2 separate regions of the Capra hircus genome follow, and region 1 is linked to region 2. Evidence: chromatin contacts called from public Hi-C data. All regions are on one chromosome and are shown on one strand. The core of a region is the stretch at or near the end of the contact, and the rest is flanking DNA. Distances in the headings are between cores, read along the strand shown.

The links. A called contact is a pair of places that touch in the nucleus more often than the background predicts.
Region 1: a Hi-C map of blood shows a contact between it and region 2, with 8 times the contacts expected there. The contact joins two enhancer-like sites. A contact is called at or near these places in 2 of 5 Hi-C or Micro-C datasets (both in blood).

Annotation. Positions count from the first base shown.
Region 1 is chr22:55,647,737-55,651,270 of ARS1.2, forward strand. All of the region lies in intron 2 of VGLL4 (transcription cofactor vestigial-like protein 4), which reads right to left. Among named protein-coding and RNA genes, the nearest start is that of VGLL4, 70 kb to the right of the region's middle. Within about 2 kb of position 1,620, at least 2 of the 5 cell types and tissues checked have an H3K27ac peak or open chromatin away from gene starts, as enhancers often do.
Region 2 is chr22:55,394,297-55,397,604 of ARS1.2, forward strand. It overlaps ATG7 (ubiquitin-like modifier-activating enzyme ATG7), which reads left to right. Exons shown (of 19, transcript XM_018066977.1): 17 at 1,826-1,906. Among named protein-coding and RNA genes, the nearest start is that of ATG7, 100 kb to the left of the region's middle. Within about 2 kb of position 1,280, at least 2 of the 5 cell types and tissues checked have an H3K27ac peak or open chromatin away from gene starts, as enhancers often do.

The DNA.
Region 1 (3,534 bases), core at 370-2,869, 250 kb after region 2:
AAAACTCAGAGCCATTACTTTGCCTACACAGGTCTGTATAGTCAAAAGCTAAGGGTTTTCCAGTAGTCATGTACGGATGTGAGAGTTGGACTATAAAGAAAGCTGAGCACCAAAGTATTGATGCCTTTGAACTGTGGTGTTGGAGAAGACTCTTGAGAGTCCCTTGGACTCCAAGGAGATCAAACGAGTCAATCCTAAAGGAAATCAGTCCTGAATATTCATCAGAAGGACTGATGCTGAAGCTGAAGTTCCAATACTCTGGCCACGTGATGCAAACAGCCGACTCATTGGAAAAGATCCTAATGCTGGGAAAGATTGAGGGCAGGAGAAGAAGGGGAAGACAGAGGATGAGATGGTTGGATGGCATCACTGACTCAATGGACATGAGTTTGAGCAAACTCTGGGAAATGATGAAGGACGGGGAAGCCTGGCGTGCTGCAGTCCATGGGGTTGCAAAGAGTCAGCCACGAAATGAGGAAACAGATATCAGGCTGAGAAGTTTGTCCAAACTCAACAGAGTGTAGATCTGGGATCAGAAGCATTGGTTTTCCACTCTACCCAGGGTCTTTCTTTTAACCAAAAGTAAGAAGAGTTTTTGAAGTCCACAATAACTGTTAACTTGCAAGGGATGAGTTTCATGGTAGATTTGCAAAAAGCAGCTGAATAAAAGGTAGGAAACGAGATCCTTTGCAATGGGGAGTTAACATGCATCTGTAAGAAAACTGTACCTTAACAGCTGTAAACAAATTCATCTTCTTCACTACACTGTCATCTCTTTAAAGCTAGACCCATGTCTTATTGTTCTCTGGATATGCCTCAGTGCCTATGGGACGTCCCCAGTGGCTCAGTGGGTAAACAATCTGCCTGCGATACAAGACACACAGGAGACAGGGGCTCAATCCCTGCGTCGGGAAGATCCCTGGAGCAGGAAATGGCAACCTGCTCCAGTATTCTTGCCTGGAAAATCCCATGGACAGAGGAGCCTGGTGGGCTACAGTCCCTGGGGTCCCAAAGACTCAGACACGACTGCACGGCTAAGCATGCAGTGTCTACAAGAGTATGTATTTAACTTTTCCTGGATGAATTACTGACCTAAAAAACACCAAAGACGGATGAAAAGGTCTTCAAAAAGCAAGCAGATGGTTCAGATTTTTTTTCTCCCCACAAAGTCAACTCTATTTTGGAAATATGAAATAAAATGAAATGTTTTGGTTGAAGACATTCTACTAAATCATGTAAAGGTCAATACCATCAAATTCTCTTCACAACACAAGCAATCCAGTTTTTCCAAGGATGGATTTGCCAGCATGGCCCTGCCATCAGCCTGTGGGTGTTCCTTACTGATGCTCTGTCTGTGAGGACATCTCAGTCACAGACTCACCAGAAATTCCACCACTGGAAGGAAGACAGAGTCTCAGCCCTGGCCAAGCATTAGCGCCACCAGGAAGCCCTGGAAGCTATGGATGCCGGGCCCCGAATCTGGCAGAGGAAATCTGGGGTGGGGCCCGGATAGACATATTTTAAATTCATACCCGGAAAAGAACGACACTCAGTACAGTCTGAAAATAGGTCCACACGTCATCCCGACACACTTCCAGCCCCTGAGGTCCTGGAGCAATGCCCTAGGGGTTCTGAACGGAGCTTCACATCCCCTGCCTTCCACACTGCCCAGAGCTCACGGGCACTCCAGTCAGCTACCTGTGGGCGACATGAGTCGATCAACCCAAGAAACAGCTTAACTCCCTCCCCTCGGAGAAGTGATTCCCTCACTCAGATTCACACAGCTCCAGTCCTGCCTGACGTGGAAGGCGCGAATGGACCCTCGCTCTCAGCCTCTCTCCTTAAACTACGGGTGCTCTGTGGTCAGAATAGGACTAAGATTCTGTCCACTAGCAACACTCAGCTATACAGACACCAGACACGTGCACACCAGGATTCCTCTTTACCCCCCCGTGGGCAGGGACAGGCGGTGTCCCTGGGAACAGGACAGAGCACCCCGTGGAGAAGCAGGGCAGGGTCGCCGGTCCCTCCGTCCGGTTCCGGCTGGTGACGGTGGGTTTGCAGGGGCACGGGGCCCCTCCTGCCGGAGGATGCAGAGCTCGCAGGCTCCTCTGACTGAGGCCCCCGCCCCCGGGTTTCTGAACCACTGCTTCCCCAGCACCTGACGCCGTGCCCGGCACCCAGTAGGTGAATGATTTGTCAAAAAGAACCAACCAGAAGGAAGAGCTCTAGAACCTAAGCTGGGCACAGGAAAGCCAGGAGGAGTGGGACACCCCAAATTCTGGGTGCAGTCTAGGGGCGTCCGGGGCAGAGAGCGTGGACAGCTGGGCGGCTCTGCAGAACCAGGCTTCTAAGCAGGGCTAGTGGGACAGGTGACATCCCGGCCTCCTAGGGAAGCACTCACTGCCAACTACCCTGGGGACAGGAACCCCAGGCCTGGGGAGGGAACTGGACCCTGAGGAAGGTGGGGTGCTGGGACTAAGCAAAGCAGGACAGGGCTGCGGGCGGTCAACCCGGCCATCTCCAGGTACAGCCGGCAGTGGTTCCCCTCCCCTAAAGGAGGAGACGGAAGGTGGAAGAGGAGGGGATGGGGAGCCCCAATTTCCCGAGCTCTCGGAACCTCACGCTGGTCTCCCAGCACAAGAGAGCACCAAACCCCGAGTCAGAACCGCCAGGGTCTTATTCTGTTCAGACCCACCTTCATGGGGTGGTGGTCAAGGAAGTCATCTCCCGGCCTCGGTCTCTTCGTCTGCAAAAGGGGTAGACGGAAGCTCCCCTGCCCGGCACCGGCCTGGCGGTCACCGCGACCCACCACAAGGTGCCCACAAAGCGGGGGTGATGGCCACCACGCTTCCTAAGGATGGAGCTTCCTCTGTTCCCACAAGGAGAAGTGGGCCTGTTCAGGCTAGACAATACCCCGCCCAGCCCCGAAGATCCTCAAACAGAAAAAACATCCATAAAAAAGAAGGGGGAGCAAAGGTTGCTTTATTGCTGGTTCGCCCGTTCCTGCAGCTGGAGGAGGCCGTCCCACTGGCCTTTCTGAAAGGAAAGGCTGGTGGTTCCCCCAGCAGTTCAGTAATTCAAGCCGGACAGGGACCTGGGCACACACCTTTTCTTTAACTTTTCAAAGACAATCATAACACGCACTCAGTTAAAAATTTAGCATTCTCACCCTACCGGCTGTCAAATACGCGAAAATCACACAGACTACTCACGCGCCCATGCATTACTGAAATGAAACAAAAGCAGGTCCTGCCCCTGGCATGACAAACAGGGTCCAGGACTTTGCAGCCAGGAGCAAGAAGCACCATGTCTGCCCACACCCCCAACCCCAGGACTCCCCTCCCCTCGCCGCCTGCACCCCACTTCATAAACACACTCTTCTCTCTTCTACCTCTAACAGTATCTGAGTCAGCCCTGAAGTTCTCAGGTTCTGGACAGTTCCTCTCTCCCCCTTCTCCCCTCGCCCCTACCCGGCCACTTTCATTTGCAATCTCAAGAAGAGTTGCATATTTTATATACTAAATGATGGTG
Region 2 (3,308 bases), core at 30-2,529:
CTTCACCCTCCTCAGCCAGAGTCCCATCAACAGGACAGTCGTCAAGATCAAATAAACTAACTGGGAACAAGATTCGTGTTGTTTGGCTTCTTATAAATGTTGAGTCCTCTGGAGTCTAGAGATTTCACCAGATGTATTTTTAATAATCTGATAAGTATAAAGGACAGGGAAGCCTGGTGTGCTGCAGTCCATGGGGTTGCAGAGACTGACATGACTGAGCAACTGAACAGTGATAACAAATGATAAAGTTTAAACTCTTCTTTTGGTATAAGTGTAGTTCTGGAGATATAATATCTGAATAAATTACCTGAATCATAGTTTGTGAAACCTGACTATATCTTATTGTTGTATAGTCACTAAGTCATGTTCCACTCTTTTCAACCCCATGGGCTGCAGCCAAGCTCCTCTGTTTTCTACTGTTTCCCGGAGTTTGCCCAAATTCAAGTCCACTGAGTTGGTGATGCTATCTAATCATCTTATCCTCTGCTACCCCTTTCTCCTTTTGCCTTCAATCTTTCCCAGCTTCAGGGTCTTTTCCAGTGAGTTGGCTCTTCACATCGGGTGGCCAAAGTATTGGAGCTTTAGCACCAGTCCTTCCAATAAAGAGTCAGGGTTGATTTCCTTTAGGATTGACTGGTTTGATCTCCTTGCAGCTCGTTTGACCTGGTTTGATCAAACTGGTTTGCTCTCCAGCACCTAAATTCGAAAGCATCAATTCTACAGTGCTCAGCTTTCTTTATGGTCCAGCTCTCACGTCTGTACATGACTTCTGGAAAAACCGTAGCTTTGACTTTACAGACCTTTGTCAGCAAAGTGATGTCTCTACTTTCCAATACGCTGTCTAGGTTTATATTGCTTTCCTTTCCAAGGAGAAAGCGTCTTTTAATTTCATGGCTGCAGTCACCGTCCGCAGTGATTTTGGAGCCCGAGGTCTATCACTTCCCCTCTGTTTGCCGCCTACTGATTATAGCTGAAAATGAAAACCCGTCACTAAGTTGTGTCTGACTCTTTGTGACCCCATGTACTGTGTAGCCCTCAGGCTCCTCTGTCCGTGGGATTTCCCAGGCTTAGTTCAGTTCAGTCACTTAGTTGTGTCTGACTCTTTGTGACCCCATGGACTGCAGCACGCCAGGCTTCCCTGTCTGCCACTCCTGGAGCTTGCTCTAACTCATGTCCATTGAGTCAGTGATGCCATGCAACTATCTTATCCTCTGTCCCAGGCTGATACCCTGTAAGTGGAAATCAGATGTAGTTCAGAATTTTATGCTCAGGGTGGCGCTGTTTCCCCATACTTTTCGTAATGTTTGCATTTCTATCTCTGTGGGTTCCAAGTCAGGCAAGTAACTCAGTAAACATTTAGGACCATTTCTACCTTCTGTTGTTCACAGACCTTCTTACCTTGTGAGGCCCCATCCGTTGCCATATCCTAAAAGTGCACATTGATCTATATTCACTGTAACATATGTGAGCGTTGCCATAATAAACTAGTTGGCTGATTATATATTTGAAGACATTTATTAAAACAATAGATTTTTCAGCTTGGTTTTTATGTTTTGGAGTCAGTTTGTGTTTAGGTCTCAGATATGTGCAAAGCTTGTGTGCCATTTCTTAACGGAATAAAGGACCTAATATAGTTCTTCTTTAAAACTGATTTATTTAGCACAAGTACTAAAGTACATTGAACTCCATTTTCGTTAGTAATCTGTTCATAATCTGTGTCAAGAGCACAGATTAATTGTTTCCCACTTCTTGCCAGAAACTACACACGTCCTTCACAGGTGTGTCGTTCGGGGCTTGACATGAATTTTTGTTTGTTTGTTTCTAGATACGAGGATTTCTGTCACGGTTTGATAACGTCCTTCCTGTCAGCCTGGCCTTTGACAAATGCACGGCTTGTTCTTCCAAAGTAAGTCGTTCTACATTGGCAGGACTTGTTTTTTAATATGAGCCCAGTCAGCCTTCCTAGCTAGAGGCCCCAAAACCAGCTGAGGGCTTTTTGCTGGGGAGGGCGAGGGTCTGAAAAAAAAAAACCAACCAAACCAGAAGACGTTATGGTTTCATTTAGCTATGTTCATTCTCACAGGGAAGCCAGCCTGAGAAAGTTTGGTTTGTAGTATAGCGAGAGAGACTGAATTGGATCATTTCAGCTCTGTGTCAGTCCTTGCAGCAAGCAGGCTGATTTGGACTCGAATGTGAACTTTTCTCGTCTTTGTTCCTCCCCCGAAGGCGCCTCGCTCCCGCAAACCATCACAGAGTAGTTTTTTAAGTGTTGCTCAGAGGATGAGGGAGACCAGGCAGTCCTGATGGTGTGTCTTTTGGAGTTCCACATAATGACAAAGAAAAAGTAAGCAGAGATTAGGGGACTGGACGGGGAGCCAATAAAAAGGCCCATTCAGCTTTGATCTTTCCAGAGGCTCTAAAAGCAGAGTTCGTGTGTCCCCCATTGTAATGGGAACCGGCTGATATACCTCAAACCTACAGTGATGGCATCTCATTTTTTTTAATAGGCCTTGAGATAGTCTGAGTTATTTTTACACATACACTGTGTGTTCTAGCTGACTTCCTTTTGGAAAGCTCTCTAAGCCTTCTAACGCCAAGTGATTTAACCTGGCTTTTAAAACTCAAGATTCTTGGTAAGACTTCCATGTTCAAGTGTTAGGCATTGGGGTCATTAATCCCAGACTCCAGGCTCTCAGTTATAATTTGGGACTTCTTTGCTGTGTAGCCTACATCAGTCTGAACAGGACTGAATTCTGGGTAAAGTCTCTGCACTCCGAGATGACAAGCTGTCTTTGAAAATTTTACTTGGGTCTTGTCTTAGGAGAAGCACCATCTTGACCAGTTTCTCTAAAAAGTTAACTCACATTTGACCAACAGTGTTGATAAATTTGATTAATTTTAGGTGCTCAAAAACTTCGAGTAATTTTTTCTTTCTTTCTTCTTCAAAAGTAGACTGAGTTCTGGTTTTATCACTCTGCATCCCAAGTGTCCATGTTGAGAGTTAAACGTTGCCATTTGTAGGTGGTTATCCACGAGCTCATACTTTCCGTGGGTTCTCTAGCGCGTCTCATACCTATGTGCCTGAGCCAAGGCCTCAAGGATGTCTGCGTGCACTTCCGTCTTCAGAAATGCAGGTTTTAGGATTATGTGCTCTTCAGCACAGTACCTTTTTTTTTTCCTTTGAATGTCTGAGCTAATTGGTCTCAAAATAACTTGGCAATATTAATTTTCATATTGAAATTGTTTGACACAAGTGTCAGAGACTTCTCTGTGGCTTTATCTAGGTCTAGTTAGTCAAATGAGGTGAA